3 separate regions of the Canis lupus genome follow, and regions 2 and 3 are each linked to region 1. Evidence: chromatin contacts called from public Hi-C data. All regions are on one chromosome and are shown on one strand. Each heading gives the region's core, a stretch centred on a gene start, on an enhancer-like site or on the middle of the called end of the contact. The rest is flanking DNA. Distances are from core to core; before and after follow the strand shown.

Region 1 (2,967 bases), core at 71-2,570:
CAGGAAAAGAAAAAAAAGAAAAAAGAAAAAAGAAAACCTCCTGAGTACTCGATTTTCAAATTAGACTTTGTTGGTCATTTTGTCTTCTCCAGGCTTCCACAGAAAAGCAGAGCTGCTAGAATTCGGCAGTCCAGGGCACTGCTCTAAGCAAGAACTTGTTAAAGGAATCCCAGAGTCGGCCAACATTAATCTTGTCGTTCTTCGCAACCCTCCGCTCTCCGCCAACAAAGCTTTTCTGCAAACTTTGCCCCTTCTTCTCCCCGTCCTTCGGAACGTCCATCCTACAGAGCGAGGCAGCGGCGTCCTGGGTTCGCTCTCCGCCGAAGTTCTCTCCGAGTCGGGACGACGTTTAGACTCGTCCTCGCGGTATTTCGTTCTCACCCCCCCCCCCCACCCCGCGCCCAAAGTGAAGTTAAACTCCCCAACAGTTCTCGCTTCCCCAAACAAAAGGACGAAAAGTGCTTTCGGCTGTCATCTTGCCCCGGCCTCCGGCTCGGTCCGCACTACTTTGGGGCTCCTCGGGCACATTCCCTCCAGTGGCCCGGCCCCACGCTGCTCCCCTCGAGTACTCGCAAGCCGCACCAACTCCCCAGCAGCCGCGGGCCCCAGGACCCTCCACTGTGGGAACGCGCGCGGCCTCCGGGAGAGCCCCCCGGGGAGCGCCCCGGGGCCGGTGTCCTTCAGGCGCCCGCGGGCCGGGCGCGGCCGGCTCCTCCGGGGCTCCTCCGGGGCTCCTCCGGGGCTCCTCCCGGCCAGGCCCGCCACGCTCCGGGCCGTCGCGGTGCTCGCAGGCGCGGCGGGAAGCCAGGGGCGCGAGGGGGCTCGCCCCGCAGCCTCCCCGGGGCGCCGAGGCCGGCGGCGCGAGGCCCGGGGTCGCGGGCCTGGGGGGGGGGGGAGAGGGGAGGGGGAGCGTCCCGCCGGCGGGTCCCGCCCGAGCCCGCGGCCCCGGCCCGCCCGCCGCCGCCCGCCGCCGCCCGCCGCGCCCCGCGAGCCCGGCCTCGGCGCCGCCTCCATGCGCCCCGCCCGGGCCTCTGGGTCCCCGGGCGCACGGTCCCCGCCAGCCGCGACCTTCCCGCCCTCCCAACACGCCGGCGGGCGTCGGGTCCCGGGGAGATGGGCCGCCCCGGGGCGCGGGGCCGCGAGCGGCTGCCGAGGCGACTCACCTTCGTCCAGCAGCCGCTCGAGGTGGTTGAAGATCCCGCAGAAGTTGGGCAGGCTGCTCATGAGCTTCTTGTCGTTCATCAGCTGCATCAGGTAATCTGGGGTGGGCTTCGGCTTCTCCTTCGTTTCCATTTCCCCGACCATATTCCAGGCTCCGCAGCTCACTCCGCCCGCCGCCGCCGCCGCCGCCGCCGCCGCCGCCGCCGAGGAGGGAGGGAGGGAGGGGCGGGGAGCCCCGGCCGCCGGCCGCTCGGGACTCGGCGTCCCGCTCCGCTCCGCTCCCGCGCCGGGCGCCGGGGCGGCCGGACCGCGCGCTCGCCGCGCTCTCCCCGCCCCCGCAGGCACTTTCCGCCCGCGGCCCGACGCGCTCCCGGCCCGCCGCCGCCGCCGCCGCCGCCGCCGCCGCCGCCGCTCCTCGGCCGCCGGCTCGGCGCGTCCCTCACGAGGCCGGCGGGCGGGAGGCGGGTCTCCGCGGGCCGAGTGCGGGCGCGGGCCGCTCGGCGCCGGACGAGGAGGAGCCGGGCCGCCGCCGCCGCCGCCGCCGCCGCCGCCGCTCGCTCGGCTGGTCGCGCCCGCTCAGCCGCCGCCGCCGCTTCTGCCGCGGGCTCGGGGTCTCTCTGGGCTGGTCCCCGCCGCGGCCGCCTCTGCCGCTGCCGCCGCGCTCTGACTCCGCTCCTCCTCTTCCTCCTCCTCCTCGCCTCCTCCTCCTCCTCCTCACTCACTTGGCGGCGGAGTTCGCCTCAGTTCAGGCGGCGCTGCCAGCGGCGGCGGCGGCGGCGCGGGGGGAGGGGCGGCGGCGCGGGGAGGGCCGGGGGCGGGCGGCGGGCGGGGCCGCGCAGGGCGGCCGTTAGCGGGGCCCGGCCGGCGCGCTCCTCCTCCCGCCGCCGACCCCGGCCCGGGCGCCGCCGCCGCCGCCTCCCGCCTCCGTCCGGCGGGTGGTCGGCCCGAGAGGGGCCCGGGGCTGGGGTCGCCGGCGCGGCGCGGCGCGGCGCGGCGGGCGGAGGGAGGGGCGGCGGCGGGGCGGACGGGCGGACGGGCGGCGGGGCGCGGCGGGGGCGGCGGGTGGCGGTGCTTTGGACTGGGGGCGGGGTGAGGGCCGCGCCGCTCCGCGCTCCCCGCTCCCCGCTCCCCGCTCCCCGCCGCCGGGCCGGCTCGTCTGGCGGGCGCGGCCGGGCTGTGGCGGTGGGTGAGGGCTCGCCAGCGGGACGCTCGCCGCCGCACGCCTCATTCTCTCCTCCGTTACTATAGTTTTTTGTTGTTGTTTAAAGAAAAAGAAAGAAAAACTGTCGTCCGTTCTCACACCCTCCCCCCCCCCCAAAGAAAAGAATTTTTTTTAACGTCCTGTTGCTTCACGGGGGACTTTCGGGGTGGGCGTCACGTGCCCCGACACGTAGCCGTAAGGCCCGAGAGCGCGTGCGCGCGTCGAGCCCGGTGGCCACGCCCCCTCCGGGGGTCGCCCCGCCCCTGCCGGGGCCCCGCGAGCGGAGGGGGAGGGGCGGGGCCTGCGCGCGCCTGCGTGGGGCGGGCCGGGGCCGGGGCCGGGGCCGGGGCCGGGGCGGGGGCCGGGTGGGGGCTGGCGCGGGGGCGCGCCGTGGGGGGGGCGGGGGCGGGGCGGGTGGCTGCGGCGTCTTCGCTGCCTCGCGTCGGCTGCTTCTCCGCAGCTCGCGCGTCCCGGCTGGGCCCTCCTTGCCGCGGCGATGTCGTCGGTGGCGCCGCACGACCACCCCCGCCCCCTCCCCGCGTCCCCGCGTCCCCGCGGCCTCCTCCGGCTCCGAGCGCCGCGCTGCGGGACAGCCTGGCGAGCGC
Region 2 (2,750 bases), core at 22-2,521, 520 kb before region 1:
CTTTTCATATTAAAGGCTCTGAGAAGTTCTGCAATGAGGAGTCATATTTAATCTACCATTTTCAAGACTTACTGGAGAACAGGACATCTTTTCTTCTTGTACACCTATCAATAACCTGAAGAACACTTTCTCAGGAAATACTGATTTGATAAACAGTGATTTAAATAGATCAGTCTCTGCCTTTATTACCCAAACTTTCAAAGGAAATGAAGCACTATTGAAGAAATCCTTTGAGATTATGTTGACTGTTGCTGTCAGTCAAAAGCCCGCCACTCCTGTTCCCAGGGCGTTGGTTATCTTCCAGCCTCCTGGTCTCCCAGGTCTCAGTGGGGCGACCCTCCGATTTGCATTGGAAATCTGATCCCCAGAACCCCCAGCAGGGGGCTCTGTTCACTAGCCCTGACTGTGAAGCACTTGAAGTCCCGTCAAGGTTAAGATGGCTCAACGAGTAACACGCCAGGAATGTCATCTGGCCCATTAGGACACAGCATTATAAAAAAAATGTAATCATGGTTCAAGAATGTTGCATGAGAGAAATCTGTGCTCAGAATTTTATTATTAGGTTTTATCATGTGTGCATTTTCAAATATAGCTAAGAGATCCCAAAGGGGGTGGGGGCGGAATAGAAACCAAGGAATATTTTTTATAAAATAGTTATCAAACTGTAAAACTTACATTGGAAAATTTAAAAGGACTTAAATCTTCCCTACATGGTTGACAATTCAAGTATGCCAATTTTCTATCATAAATAGTGCAGAAAAACAAAAATGTGAAAGTACAGCCTAAAATAAGTGGAAATAAATGACTTTCAGGGAGATGAGGAACAGATACCTCTCTCTCTCAAAAACAATCTCCATCAACCGAAGAAAGCACGTCGGTTTGGCAAAGTTGTACTTGGGTGAAGTTCACATCCGTAATCTGGATGATTTTTCCTTAAACCGTTTCTCCCGTATCTCACTCAACACACACCTACCCCCAAAGGGATCAAAACAAAACAGAAAGAGTCTTTTAAAATATGTACAAATTGGGTTGTACAGAGAGAAAAGTATTTGGTTCAAAGTGAAAGTAGTGCCACTTCAAACCAAAATAGCTAGAAGGAGGACAAATAAAGTGGCCAGACAAGAAGATCAAGAATGCAAAATAGACTTCACTGGCGCACACACATTGTGCTCTTGCTTTAGTCACAGCAGACGGCGCCTCTCAGGAGGGGCGCCTGTCCCCACTGGCCAAGATATGTGTAGCATGACAGGTGCAAGATGCCAGTAACGGTGGCATCTGCAAGAATGGGACGACTCAGTCCACCCCCGAGCCTTAGGAGAGCTTATGTGTGGTCCATACACGCACACACACGCACGCAAACATCTCACCAATGAAACAGCCAAACCTTGGCCATTGCCTCATCCAAATGCCAAAGCACCCTTTATAAATAAAGTATAAATAACTCAAGTGGTCTGGCCTCTAGTTTTTCCCAAAAGCATGTGTAGATGAGCCTGAGAATGTGAATATTTTCATCCTCCATTTCGATCTCATAATAAAAGAATCAATGTTAGGTCAAGGGTTGCGGGTGGGGCGGTGGGTTAAGTAAGAGGCTGACTCTTGGTTTCGGCTCAGGTCCTGGTCTCAGGGCCCTGGGATCGAGCCCCTGGTTGGGCTCCGTGCTCAGTGGGGAGTCTGCTTGATGTTCTCTCCCTCTGCTCCTCCCCACACTGTGAGCACACTCGCGCTCTCTCTCTCTCTGTCTCTCTCAAATAAATAAACATATCTTTTAAAAAATCAGTGTCTGTAAAGATGTTATTCCCACATACTCTATGCTGTCTTGTACTTTCTATTTTGCCCCAGGCAGAACGGTGACTCTGGAATGTGTGGGAGGTGTACACTGTAAACTGTGTGCAGGGGGCAGATGTGGGGAAAACACAGTGTAGCGCAGGTAAATAACACCAAGTGTTTTCCTGCAAAGGGGATATTCATGGAGGTGGTTCTCAGCCATCTTTTGACTGGGAAGTGTGACTCCAGGGGAGACAATCACATTCCTCAGGTCATTTCTCGCCCCGATGGGGCTCTGCAGGCCACAGGATGGCTATTTCTAGCAGCCAATGGTGAGGACCAGGCTGGAATAACATGTCCCTGATGAAAGGGAGGAAATCCAACCCAGCACTCACGAGAAGCCCATGCCTGCCACTCCCAGGTCCCTTAGCCAGTCACATGTGGCACAAGAGGGTTTGGAGACCAGACAAGATTCTCTGTAGTTCATGTCCCAGAGAAAGGGGCAACTGAGAGCTAAAAACAAACTATTCCACAGGACCACATCATCACAGAGCTGTCAAGCAGAAAGTGCCCTAAATAGCAGGCTAGAAACAGAAGTATGCTGCCAAATATTTAAAAATGAACACAAATCAGGGGAAAATCAGGGAATAAAGCCCTGATTTGTACCACTTGCCCATGTCTGTGATGTAAAGAGTCCCACGTGGCCAATTTCTAGCCACCAAAGTGAGGCCATTGGATGAAGAATCGGGAAGAAAGTTGTACAATTGGCCCGTGGGAGTGGGTCTTGACCCAGCACTAAGCTCAGGAGGCCCAGAACGGGGGACGCAGGTTTCCGAACAAGTTCCAGACTCCAACTCCAGGGAACCGAGTTAAAACACAAAAATTATTTGGTTTCGGAATTTGGGGCCCCATGCTAAAATGACTTTTCTTTCTTATAAATTAGTATTTGTTTAAAACAGATATCTAAATAGTATGCTGATGTTTAT
Region 3 (2,700 bases), core at 133-2,632, 660 kb before region 1:
ACACGGGCAGGATGTAGTGGTTTATGATGGGCTCACCCCTTGGACTCCACCCAGAGGGCAGCTCTTAACACTCTCTGAACAAAGTAAAGAGGAAAAAACAGACAGTTTTAAGAAATTTAGTTTAATTTTGAGACACATGCATAAATAAGGATGAGGGGTGACAATCCTGAAGCTGAGGAGACCTTTGTGGAAGTGTGTTCAGTGTCCAGGTGTGAGGGACTGAGCATGGCCTGACCCGGGGCTTTAACACATGAGGGTGATAGTGTAACTCTCCCTACCCATCTTCAAACAACAGCAAATGCTTTTCACTCCAAGGACTAAAGGAGCACACAAAAAATGAGAAAATGTTTAATAATGTTGTGAAAGAAAGAAAGAAAGAAAGAAAGAAAGAAAGAAAGAAAGAGAAAAAAAAGAAAGAAAGAAGAAAGAAAAGAAAGAAGAAAGAAAGAAAGAGAGAGAAAGAAAGAAAGAAGAAAGAAAGAAAGAAAGAAAGAAAGAAAGAAAGAAAGAAAGAAAGAAAGAAAGAAAGAAAGAGACAATGGTATACCTGGGTGGCTCAGTGGTTGAGCGTCTGCCTTTGGCTCAGGTCGTGATCCTGGGGTCCTGGGATCGAGTCCCACATCAGACTCCTCACAGGGAACCTGCTTCTCCCTCTGCTTATGTCTCTGCCTCTCTCTCATGAATAAATAAATAAAATCTTTAAAAAAAGAGAAAGAAAAAGATCAAGAGAAGTGTGTGCCAAGTCCTTCAGGCCACAAGAGGGCGCCTCCGGAGCTGGGCTCAGAGCAGGGGACATGCCCAGGTCCCCAGGGGGACAGCACAGGCGCTGCCAGAGGTCCTGCCTGCAAGGGGCCACCAGGTGCTCACCAGGCGGAGAAGGCCTGCGGCGCTCACCTGGGCCCTGCGTCACCCACAGGATCCCAAGATCAAGAGAGGCCTGGGGCTCTCATCACACCTAAGTCCCCGAACACTCCCTAGTAGCAGTTTGGGATCTGGCCCTGGTTGCAAGTGGGCAGTCAGCATGGGGCAAACAAGCTTGCCCGACTCCAGGCCGGGGCGCAGGATGCTTTCCTCAGGCTCGCTCCCCTCCGGAGGGGATGCTTCTCACCAGCTCCCTGCTGCACAGTCAACACGAAACCCCGGTTCCCCACGGGGCCAATAGACTACGAGAAGGCCAGGCTACCCGAGATTAAAAATAGGATGTTGCTGCCCAGGCCTGGGCCGGCTGGCAGATGACACAGGAACCTCGGGAGGGCCTGGACGGGGGCCAGGCGGCCGTCCTTGCCCTCTGTCACCCCCGGGAGGAGGAGGACAGTGGCGGGTTTACAGGGAGTCCTGCCAGGAAAGGGCTGGGAGGGAGGGGCAGGGCGGAGAGATCGTTTTCCTGTGAGTCAAGGGACGACAGCTGTCACCACGGAGGGGAGAAGAGGTGGAAAACTGGGTCCAAGCCTTCACGAACGCGGTGGCAGCTGAGTCAAAACAAGCAGTCAGAAACATGAGGCCCTTAAAAATACAGTAATTCATACTACATCAAAGCAGTGATTAGCACAGCTTCCTGGCCCTGTCTTTCTGCTTATTTATGGTACATTACACATCTTAATGCTATTTTCATAAGGTGTTTCAGCTGCCACCGTCCCGTATCTGGGAGACAGAAGCGCCTGAGGAATATTGCAATTATCGGGCACCCACCCCCGGCCCAACACAAACCCGGTGTCAACCGCAGTGACAACCCCCTCCCGAAAGGGGAAGCGCAAGAGGAAGTGTCCCCGAGGCCCCTGCTGGCAGCCCGCACCCAGACCCTCTGGGGGAAGGAGACGCAGGGGAGAGGGGACGGGGGCAAGGCCAAGTTCATCTCAGTCAGCTTTGTGTGGGGGTCAGAGGCCACTCTGAAGCCTCTGTTGACGTCCTTCTTTCATCACGGCCCAAAGCTCAGCCCTAATGAGGACTTCATGCACTAAACTCCAGGGTGCACCAGGCCTCCTCTACCTCCAAGGGCTTTATTTGAAATATATTTGAGTCCATATCCACACCACAGACAGGGGTAAGCAAAAGTAAGAGGTCACCGGGCAATTCCTCGTTCCTCTCAGAGAATTTCTTGTTGTTGTTTTTTTTTTTTTTTTAAAAAAAAAAAAAAAAAAAAGGTGAGGGATGATCATGAGGATCACTCCAGAAAACGGTGCCTTTCCGTCTCCTACCAGATAGACAAGATGCATTCCCCCCACACACACCCTGCCCACCACCCCCCCTCAGATAAGTTTAGTAACCATTTCCTCCGAGTCCGGCTACTCGGTACAATTAGTCACCTTGAAAGGGACAAGTGGGTTTATTTATGCCATGGGAAAAATATGTAATCTCAGCATGCAGAGATAAAGCAGGTGGGAGCAAGCAAGAGGTCAGGACAGGCAAAGGGAAAACCACGGCGCTGGCTGGCCTGAGCTGAGGACGCGGGGAAGCTGCAACATCACAGCCTTGTCACAGGAAGACCTGTGGTTCAAGAGGCTTGCTCGGATGGATCCCGTACCCCCACACAGCACTGAAGTCAGGGTCGCCGTGTCTATCGAAAGCATCAACGCCCTCCCTCCCATCCCAATGCTGACAATGTCATTCACTCAGGCGTGGGGACGCCTTAGAACCATCAATGTCTGTTTTTCTACTTCAAGACTCATGGTCGTTTTCCTTGCTTTTATGTCTGAGACCACT

What was found. A called contact is a pair of places that touch in the nucleus more often than the background predicts.
Region 2: a contact with region 1 is called in a Hi-C map of skin fibroblasts, with 4 times the contacts expected there. The contact joins the enhancer-like site here to the promoter of QKI in region 1. A contact is called at or near these places in 3 of 9 Hi-C or Micro-C datasets (amygdala, liver and skin fibroblasts).
Region 3: a contact with region 1 is called in a Hi-C map of skin fibroblasts, with 3 times the contacts expected there. The contact joins the enhancer-like site here to the promoter of QKI in region 1. A contact is called at or near these places in 2 of 9 Hi-C or Micro-C datasets (amygdala and skin fibroblasts).

What each region holds. Positions count from the first base shown.
Region 1 is chr1:52,354,709-52,357,675 of UU_Cfam_GSD_1.0, reverse strand. It overlaps QKI (QKI, KH domain containing RNA binding), which reads right to left and starts at 1,320. Exons shown (of 8, transcript NM_001003021.2): 1 at 1,164-1,320. The coding sequence starts at 1,305.
Region 2 is chr1:52,874,927-52,877,676 of UU_Cfam_GSD_1.0, reverse strand. No RefSeq gene overlaps it. Among named protein-coding and RNA genes, the nearest start is that of QKI, 520 kb to the right of the region's middle. Within about 2 kb of position 1,271, at least 5 of the 20 cell types and tissues checked have an H3K27ac peak or open chromatin away from gene starts, as enhancers often do.
Region 3 is chr1:53,014,698-53,017,397 of UU_Cfam_GSD_1.0, reverse strand. No RefSeq gene overlaps it. Among named protein-coding and RNA genes, the nearest start is that of QKI, 660 kb to the right of the region's middle. Within about 2 kb of position 1,382, at least 10 of the 20 cell types and tissues checked have an H3K27ac peak or open chromatin away from gene starts, as enhancers often do.